2 separate regions of the Mus musculus genome follow, and region 1 is linked to region 2. A link is a contact called in public Hi-C data. All regions are on one chromosome and are shown on one strand. Each heading gives the region's core, a stretch centred on a gene start, on an enhancer-like site or on the middle of the called end of the contact. The rest is flanking DNA. Distances are from core to core; before and after follow the strand shown. Region 1 overlaps Pde8a (phosphodiesterase 8A). Region 2 has its middle 31 kb from the start of Gm44968.

Region 1 (3,980 bases), core at 1,474-3,973, 76 kb before region 2:
GCTCACATGCTCACGGCCACTATTGCAAGTGAAGAGCTTCGGTTTTCAGTCCCAGGGTACGTACACCTTTCACTATGGAAAATGCCTTCAGTCAGACGGAATCTTGCTCTATTGTTTCTCTTTTCCTGAATCCTGTAGCTTTAAGTGTTTTGTCTACTTTCTTTCCTATGCCTGATTCAACACTTTAAAAACTGCCTATTCTCTGGCCTGGAATTTCAGACATTCCTCATTTCTTCAAAAACAGAATTTTCATTTGTTCTCACTGTTGTCTCATACTTAGGATAATTTCCCTGGTGAGGCGAAGAAAAGATGACTTTACTGTTTTCAAATATTTTTCCACTTTTTTCAACTTAAAATATTTTTAATATAAATCAATGCACACTCACTAAAAGACCAAGATTTTTTTTTAGTGTTAAAGACTGAACCTTTTTTTTTCTTCCCAGTACACAGAAATCAACCTTTTACCCTTTAAAAGAGACCCTCAGATGGCTCAACAGTTAAGAGCACTGGCTGTTCTTGCAGAGGACCTGAATTTGGTTCTTAGCACCCACATCAGGCAGCTTACAAAGCCCTTTGTAACTTCAGCTGTAGGAGATCTCACATCTTCAGGTCTCAGCAGGCACCTGCACTCATGTACACACACCCATCCACAGACACACATAGACACATAATTTAAAAAAAAAACAAAATCTTTTAAGTTTGCAAATATAGATCTAAATTATATATTTCAGTAGCTACATGACATTCAAGAGAACTACCTTTACTTTAACTAAGTGTATCATGAGACACTAAAATTTTTAAACTTAAAAACCACCATAAGCCATGCCTCTTAAAGATCAAATTTCCCACCTTTCAGTTCTTTGTAAAACAGACAAAATAAGGAGTTGATTCCAGAAGTATTTAGAAGTAAAACATCTTTAAAAGCTAAGTAATGGTGGGTTTTTTTTTTTGTTGTTGTTTTGTTTTTGTTTTTCGAGACAGGGTTTCTCTGTATAGCCCTAGCTGTCCTGGAACTCACTTTGTAGACCAGGATGGCCTCAAACTCAGAAATCCGTCTGCCTCTGCCTCCAAAGTGCTGGGATCAAAGGTGTGCACCACCATGCCCTGCACGGTGGGTTCTTTCTTAAACCACCAAATGCAGACACTGTTGTGGATCCCAACAAGAGCTTGCTGATAGACAGGGATCTGATATGGCTGTCTCCTGAGAGGCTCTGCCACTGCCTGACTAATACAGAAGTGGATGCTCACAGCCATCCATTGGACGGAGCACAGGGTCCCCAATGAATGAGCTAGAGAAAGTACCCAAAGAGCTGAAGGGGTCTGAATCCCCATAGGAGGAACAATAGTATGAACTAACCGATACCCCCAGAGCTCCCTGGGACTAAACCACCAACCAAAGAAAACACATGGTGGGACTCATGGCTCTAGCTGCATATGTAGCAGAAGATGGCCTAGTCATCAATGGAAGGAGAAGCCCTTGGTCCTGTGAAGGTTCTATGCCCCAGTATAGGGGGATGCCAAGTGGTTTGCACATTTCCCTTGCTGGACACCATCATAGCAGTCCATCTATTCATGCTCTCTTCCTGATCAATAGTCCATGGAAATCATCCATCTACGGCAGAAGGCTTGGGCCATTTTGCTGCTTGAATTTTATCCAAGCCAAGGATGCCAAGGACTGGAAGCAGAAGTAGGTGGGTTGGTGAGTAGGGGAAGGGGGGAGGGGAAACTAGGAAAGGGGATAACATTTGAAGTGTAAATAAAGAAAATATCTTAAAAAAAAAGTTTCTAAGACCTTTGATCCTTGCATAATAAACACACTGAATTATCTTGGTCCTTCATTTACAAAGTGGATAAAATTCAAGCAGCAAAATGGCCCAAGTCTCCTGCCGTAGATGGATGATTTCCATGGACTATTGATCAGGAAGAGAGCATGAACAGATGGACTGCTATGATGGTGTCCAGCAAGGGAAATGTGCAAACCACTTACAGCCCATGGGCTTTCATCAAACCGTCTCATCTAATCCACTTCTTTAATTAGTAGAGACTTTGAGCTGTACAAACACTCAAGCTCAAAGCTGGTCATATCAATGAAGCAGAGAGAGGAAACATCCTGTCCTTGCCCGAAGGAGACAGACCTCAGGAACGCTTTTTTAAAGAGACATCTTGTACTCTAAAGAATAAGCATCCAGGATGGCAAAGGACTGGTATATGCCAAGGAACAAAAACTGCTGAGGAAAACTGTAAGTTAATGTTCTTTACAAAAATATCCAAACAAGCTTTTGAGGGTTAGCCTGTAGGTTTAAAACATGCTCCTTACAAAACTGCATAGCCATCACTCAGCAAGCTAGACCAGGAATCAGGTACCATGACTTACCCAGGTACCACCAACAACACTGCAGACTCTAACACCTGAGCATTTACTGTCTCTGAGCACTCCTTAGCCAACCCTCAAAAGAACTGGTATCACTACTCCCAATTAAGGATTTGGGAAGAGACTCTCAGAAGCTCACCTGCTCATCAATCACACGGCCACTAATTGGAGTGAGGAACCTGGACCTAAGCCTGCGTGCCTTGCAAGCCAGAAGTTCAGTTATTTATTATACTGTATTACTACATATGCTAAATCAAAGAGAGCAAGTCAGAGAAGCATGTGACTTGGGCTGGAGCAGTCAGAAAAGGCAACAATCAAGGTGAGTCTAATGGCAAGCAAGACGCTGGCAAGTATAAAGGAGGAGAAAGGTTCACACGTGCACGAGCATGCAGCAGAGGAAAGCCAAGGCAAGTCTCTGACAGCTATACCAGATGCTAACTGCAAACTGTTACAGAAAAGACGAGTCTTAAGAGGCAAAAATCTAGAAGAGTGAAGGCAAGACAGCCTGGGTTGTATCTAGCCTACCAACTAAGAAATGGATAGTCTGTCAAACTCAGTTCTAGATAACATAGTATCTTATATGGTTTACAACTTCTAATCCTTTGATATATAGACTTGCTATCATCAAGATAATTGTTATTAGCAGAGTTACCTGTAAAATCATCACTCATTCATTCATTTCCTCTACCATTCATAGAGAACCCCTTTTATGCATTAAACCTCGAGTACGAATACGGAATTAAGATTATGGATCCTATCCTCCAGAAGCTAAACACAGAAGGCTAGACAAATACAAACAGACAATTACAGCATTTTGTAAATGTTTAACCATGAGAACTTGTACAGAGTGCGACTAAAAAGTGACTGATTAACTCTGCCTAAGATGTGGGGGTCAGGGAACACAACACACATACAAGCTTTCAGAGCTTGCCTGTACAACTAGACCTTGAAGAAAAAGTATGGCTCTGCTGAGCAGGAAGAGCATTCTAGAAAGAGAAAACATGTACAAATGTATGGGAGGATGACTCCACCAGGCATGTGCAAAAACAGTAAATGGGAAAGGGTGGCTGAGATAAGGATGCAGAGGGTCAGATGACAGAGGGCCTGGGGTTAACAGTGCCTCAGCCAGGTGAGCACTCAAGCACTCAGTTGCAAACAACAGTTACAGACCTGGTGGCTCACACGCAGGCTCTCTATCACCATCACTGATCGCAGCCCCCCTCCTCCCAGGCCCACCCTCACATTCCCCCCACTTGTCCTCTGAGAAGGAAAGCCCCTACCATGGGTACCAACCCACTCTGGCACATCAAGTCCCAGCAGGAAGAGGTACATCCTCCCCCACTGAGGCCAGACAAGGCAGCCAGGATAGGGGAAAGAGATCCAAAAGCAGGCAACAGAGTCAGAGTCAGCCCCCGCTCCAATTTTAGAGGACCCACATGGAAACCATGCTGCACATCTGCCTCATATATGTAGAAGACCTAGGTCCGCCCACTGCATGCTCTTTGTTTGGTGGTTCAGTCTCTGTGAGCACCCATGGGCTCAAGTTAGTTGACTCTGTAGGTCTTAGGGTATATTTGATCGCTCCAGCTCTCACAATCCTATATCCTAC
Region 2 (4,606 bases), core at 1,219-3,718:
CCACAATTTAAAATAATAAATATATTGATTATTACTATATCAACTACAGAAGAACACAGAGCCTACATACTCATGGAAAATATGCAACCACAGTCCCATATTTGATATAAATAAAAAATGTTTTTTTGAATTATTAAATTGGGTTTTAGTAAAACATATTAATAAATACTGTTATCTTGTAGACAATCCAAATATTGCAGCACATTGTACGTTTAAAGGAGATAGCCCTTGATATAAATGGCATTAATTTTAATTTGTAATATAGAAACAGTCTCAAAAAGCATGCCAGGAGCTGGAGAGATAGCTCAGTGGCTAAGAGCACTGGCTGCTCTTCTAGAGGGCCAAGTATAGCAGGTGTGCATTTAGATACCATACACATAAAATTAAGTAAAATAAATAAATAAATAAATAGGCCATGGCACTGGTTCATAGAGGCACACGTGGCACACAGCTGTAACCCCGGCACTTGGGAGGGAAGTGGAGGCAAAGGGTTAGCTCCTCCCACTCCTGCTCTAAGGAAGAATCCAATCCTTCGCCTTCCTACAGGGTCTGGGTCACTGCTGTCCCATCAAGCTGCTCTCAGAGCATAGTAGGTGCATAGTAGGTACTGTGGACTAGGTTCTATCTCCTTAGTCCCTGTGAGGAAGCCTTGGTTCCCAGTGTGAAGTATTTGGAGGTGGGGCTTGTGGATGGCCATTAGGTTCAGATGAGGTCATGAGGGTGGGGCTCTCTTACATCAGTCTCGGTTACAAAATACTATAAACAGAGTGGCTTATAAATGACAAGAATTTATTCCTCACGGGTTTGGGGCCAGAAGTTCAATATCAAGGTGCCACATGGCTGAACTCTCCTGAAGACCCCGTTCTGGCTCTCTGACCCTTCTGACCTCTGACCCTAACCTCACAGCAGGAGAACTCTGCAGTCTCTTTTATAAGGGCTCCATCCTGATGACCTCCCAAGGCCCCATTTCCTAATGTCACCTCAGAGGCCACAGTGTCAGCATCTAAATCTATAGAACACACAATTCATCAGTGTGGCGCAGACAGCTCACCTACAAAGACCCCTATTTTTTGCAGGAAACCCTCTCTGCTTTATACTGCCCTTAATTTCTAGAGTCTGCCAAAATCCCACACCCTTGGTGACAAGGTTTAGCTTATTTTCTTCTAACTGAGGTGAAAAAAGTTTTCTCCTGAAAAGGAGCCTTGAACTGCTTGGTAGCAGGCTCTTATAGCAGTAAGCCTTGTGGTTACGGTGAGAGGAATGCTGGGATTGATTAGCAATGCCTGACATGACTGTTGGACAAGTGAAGGCACCTGTGCCAACCTAGTTTAAAAGCTGTTCTGTTTTTCTCCTTCCTTTTCTGTTGTTGTTGTTCAGTTTGTTTGTTTGTTTGTTTGTTTGTTTGTTTGTTTGAGAGAGGAACTTGTGTAGCCCAGGCTGGCCTTTAGCTTGTTATATGCCTCAATTCCTGGATATTCTTGAATTCCACCTCCCACAAGTAGGTTTTATAGGCAATTGAGTATCAGCAACCATGAATCCTCTAAGAAATATGTCCTGGTGGCCTCATCCTCAAGGGGCACCCAGCTTCTGTGGGAGTAAGAGATGTTAAAGTCCACTGCTCTGTGACTAAGGAGTCCCGGAACCCTGTGTGCAACCCCCGATCAGCAGTACCATCTCCACAGAGAAGAACCAACTCTCAGAGAAGTTGTGATTCATTCCCATAGACCTAAGTCCAGCACCATGCTAGGTACTTTGGAAGAAAACAAAAGCACTGTAATGTCTATGCCCAAGAAGCTGCCATTTTACCAGGAACATCCCTGGCTGTGTAATGAGTTCGCATGGAGCCCAGAGCATCAGGACAAGGACCCAACAGGTAAGAGAGGAAGAGGTGGGGAGCTTGATCTTGGAAAGACAGCTGTGTGTACAGTCAGCAAAGGGTCCTGCTCAAGGGCAGTGGGAGAGGGGTTTGGAGTTTGAATGGAGAGCTGCAGGGGAAATGGCCAGGACTATAGCCATGGGGTACAAGAGCCAAGCCAAGCCTCCATGCTGCAGAGCTAAGGGCCCAGAGGACTGGAACTCAGGTCAGCTATGGGCAAAGAAGGTGCCCTCAGAACAAAGATCTATCGCAGAGCCAAACTGGACCTAACTCATGTGGTAGAACCAGTTTCTGCCACACTGGACTCCAAGTTCCCTCTGCCTCAGGCAAATCTAGTTCTAGCTGGAAGGGAAGGGGGAGGTGGCAGGTAGGGGTGAAGAAATGGGTGCATGAAGTACCCCAAAGCCATTTACTGGAGTAAATGAGCCTTGGGGGTGGCAGCAGCCTGAGCAGAAGAGACAGGGTTGGGAATGGTAGAGACAAACTCCAGAAGCAAGGGCTGGTGTCCTCATTTGCCTTTCCTGCCCTGATAAGAGACTGGCCAAAGCCAACTGGGGGAAGAAAGCGTTTGTTTGTCTTACACGCCCTGATCACAATCCACCGCTGAAGGCAGAGCTCGAGGCCAGAGCTACAGCAGAGGCCATGGAGGAATGCTGCTCACTGGCTTATTCAGCTTGTGCTTTTCTACAACCCATGACCACCTGCCTAGGGTTGGCGCTGCCCACAGTGGGCTGGGCCCTTCCATATTAATTAACAATCAAGAAAATGTTCTGAAGACATTCCTATGGGCCAATCTGATGGTGACAGTTCTTCAGCGAAGGGTCCTTCTTCCCAGGTGACTCTGATTTGTGCTAACAAAGACTAATGAGCACAAATGACCCCTTGTCAACTTGATGCATAAACGTATCACTATTAAAACATAATCTCTAAGGATTTTCTGTCTCCAAGATCTCATGTTAATATTAAGATTGAAATATAAAATACTGTTCAACTCTTGAAAGTCCCACAGTCTTTAAAAATTCTATCATTTATGAGCCGGGCATGGTGGCACACGCCTTTAATCCCAGCACTTGGGAGGCAGAGGCAGGTGGATTTCTGAGTTCGAGGCCAGCCTGGTCTACAAAGTGAGTTCCAGGACAGCCAGGGCTATACAGAGAAACCCTGTCTCAGGAAAAAAAAAAGTTCAATATCTCTTTAAAATACTTCAAGTTGGGGCTGGAGAGATGGGTCACAGGTTAAAGGTACTTTGTGCTCTTGCACAAGACCCGGTCCCCAGCATTGACAGCCCCAGCATTGACAGCTGTCTCTAGTGCCAGTTCCAGTGGATCCAATACCTTCTGACCTCTGAGGGCACTAGACATATTTATAGTACACACAAATACAGGCAGACAAAAACTTGCAAACAAAATAAAAATAGATTATTTTTAAAATACCCTGTGTCAGAGCTAGTAAGATGGCTCAGGGAGTAAAGAGTATGGCACACAAGTCTGATGACCTGGGTTCAGCCCCTTGAGCCCATGTAAAGATGAAAGGAGAAAACGGACTGTACAAGGTTGTCTGCTGACTCCCCCCACCTCCCACTGTATTATATATGTGCCCAGAAACACATATCTTACACACATAGGCGATAAATAAATTTAAATATTCAGAGTCTAACTGTGGACTCCTATAAAATCCAAAATAAATCACATACTTTCTTATTCCAAAAGGGAAGAAACAGGACATGGCTGTAAACAGATCCAAGTCAACCCCAAGTCCAACAGTGTACAAAACTCAATGTCTGACATTTGGGACTCACTCATGATCTTCTGGGCTCCAAAGGGCTTGGGCCATTGTCCCACAGCACCTTCATTAATGGTGTCTTTTAGTCCCATACCATTCCTAGTCTCATGAACTCCTTGTTGCTCTCTGTAACCCCTTCATGCCTTCAGTATGATGTATAAGACTTTTTCACATTGCCACATTCTGCTGCCAGCTTGATGTACAGCCTTGACACTCCAGTAGGCCACAGTGTCACAGCCTCAACGATGCTGGTTTGATAGCTGATTTTTTATGCCATCAGCATTGATTGTCCCAGTAAACTAAAGGTTTCACTTTTTTTTAAAGATTTATTTATATATCTTAAGTACACTGTAGCTGACTTCAGACACACCAGAAGAGGGCATCAGATTTCATTATGGTTGTGAGCCACCATGTGGTTGCTGGGAATTGAACTCAGGACCTTTGGAAAATCAGTCAGTGCTCTTAACCGCTGAGCCATCTCTCCAGCCCCCAAGGTTTCACTTTTATTGACTCTTTTTTGTTTGTTTGTTTGTTTGTTTGTTTTGAGACAGGGTTTCTCTGTGTAGCCCTGGCTGTCCTGGAACTCACTTTGTAGACCAGGCTGGCCTCAAACTCAGAAATCTGCCTGCCTCTGCCTCCCGAGTACTGGGATTAAAGGTGTGCGCCAACACACCCAGCCTCTTTTATTGACTCTTAATTCAAAATATCAAACAAATAGTCCTGAAAGTCTCAGAATCTTCATAAACCAAGTCTCCATCACTTGCATTTCTCTCTCAACATTCTTGTCCTCCAAGTTCCCAAAGAATAACCTAAGTTCTAAGCTTTCCCAGCCCAAAGTTCCAAAAAGTTCTACAGTCCTTTCCAAATCTCACAAAATCCCACTCTCTGATACCAATTTCTTTTTCTTTCTTTCTTTCTTTCTTTCTTTCTTTCTTTCTTTCTTTCTTT

The links. A called contact is a pair of places that touch in the nucleus more often than the background predicts.
Region 1: a contact with region 2 is called in a Hi-C map of liver, with 2.9 times the contacts expected there. The contact joins two enhancer-like sites. A contact is called at or near these places in 3 of 15 datasets of contacts at CTCF or cohesin (the NIH/3T3 cell line, embryonic stem cells and large pre-B cells), 5 of 484 Hi-C or Micro-C datasets (bone marrow-derived macrophages, liver and nephron progenitors) and 2 of 115 datasets of contacts at active chromatin or transcription factors (CD8 T cells and embryonic stem cells).

Annotation. Positions count from the first base shown.
Region 1 is chr7:81,249,469-81,253,448 of GRCm38.p6, reverse strand. The region is part of intron 1 of Pde8a (phosphodiesterase 8A); the gene reads right to left. Among named protein-coding and RNA genes, the nearest start is that of Pde8a, 38 kb to the right of the region's middle. Within about 2 kb of position 2,723, at least 15 of the 459 cell types and tissues checked have an H3K27ac peak or open chromatin away from gene starts, as enhancers often do. A contact at or near this core is called in liver, where this site is marked.
Region 2 is chr7:81,172,678-81,177,283 of GRCm38.p6, reverse strand. No RefSeq gene overlaps it. Among named protein-coding and RNA genes, the nearest start is that of Gm44968, 31 kb to the left of the region's middle. Within about 2 kb of position 2,468, at least 7 of the 459 cell types and tissues checked have an H3K27ac peak or open chromatin away from gene starts, as enhancers often do. A contact at or near this core is called in liver, where this site is marked.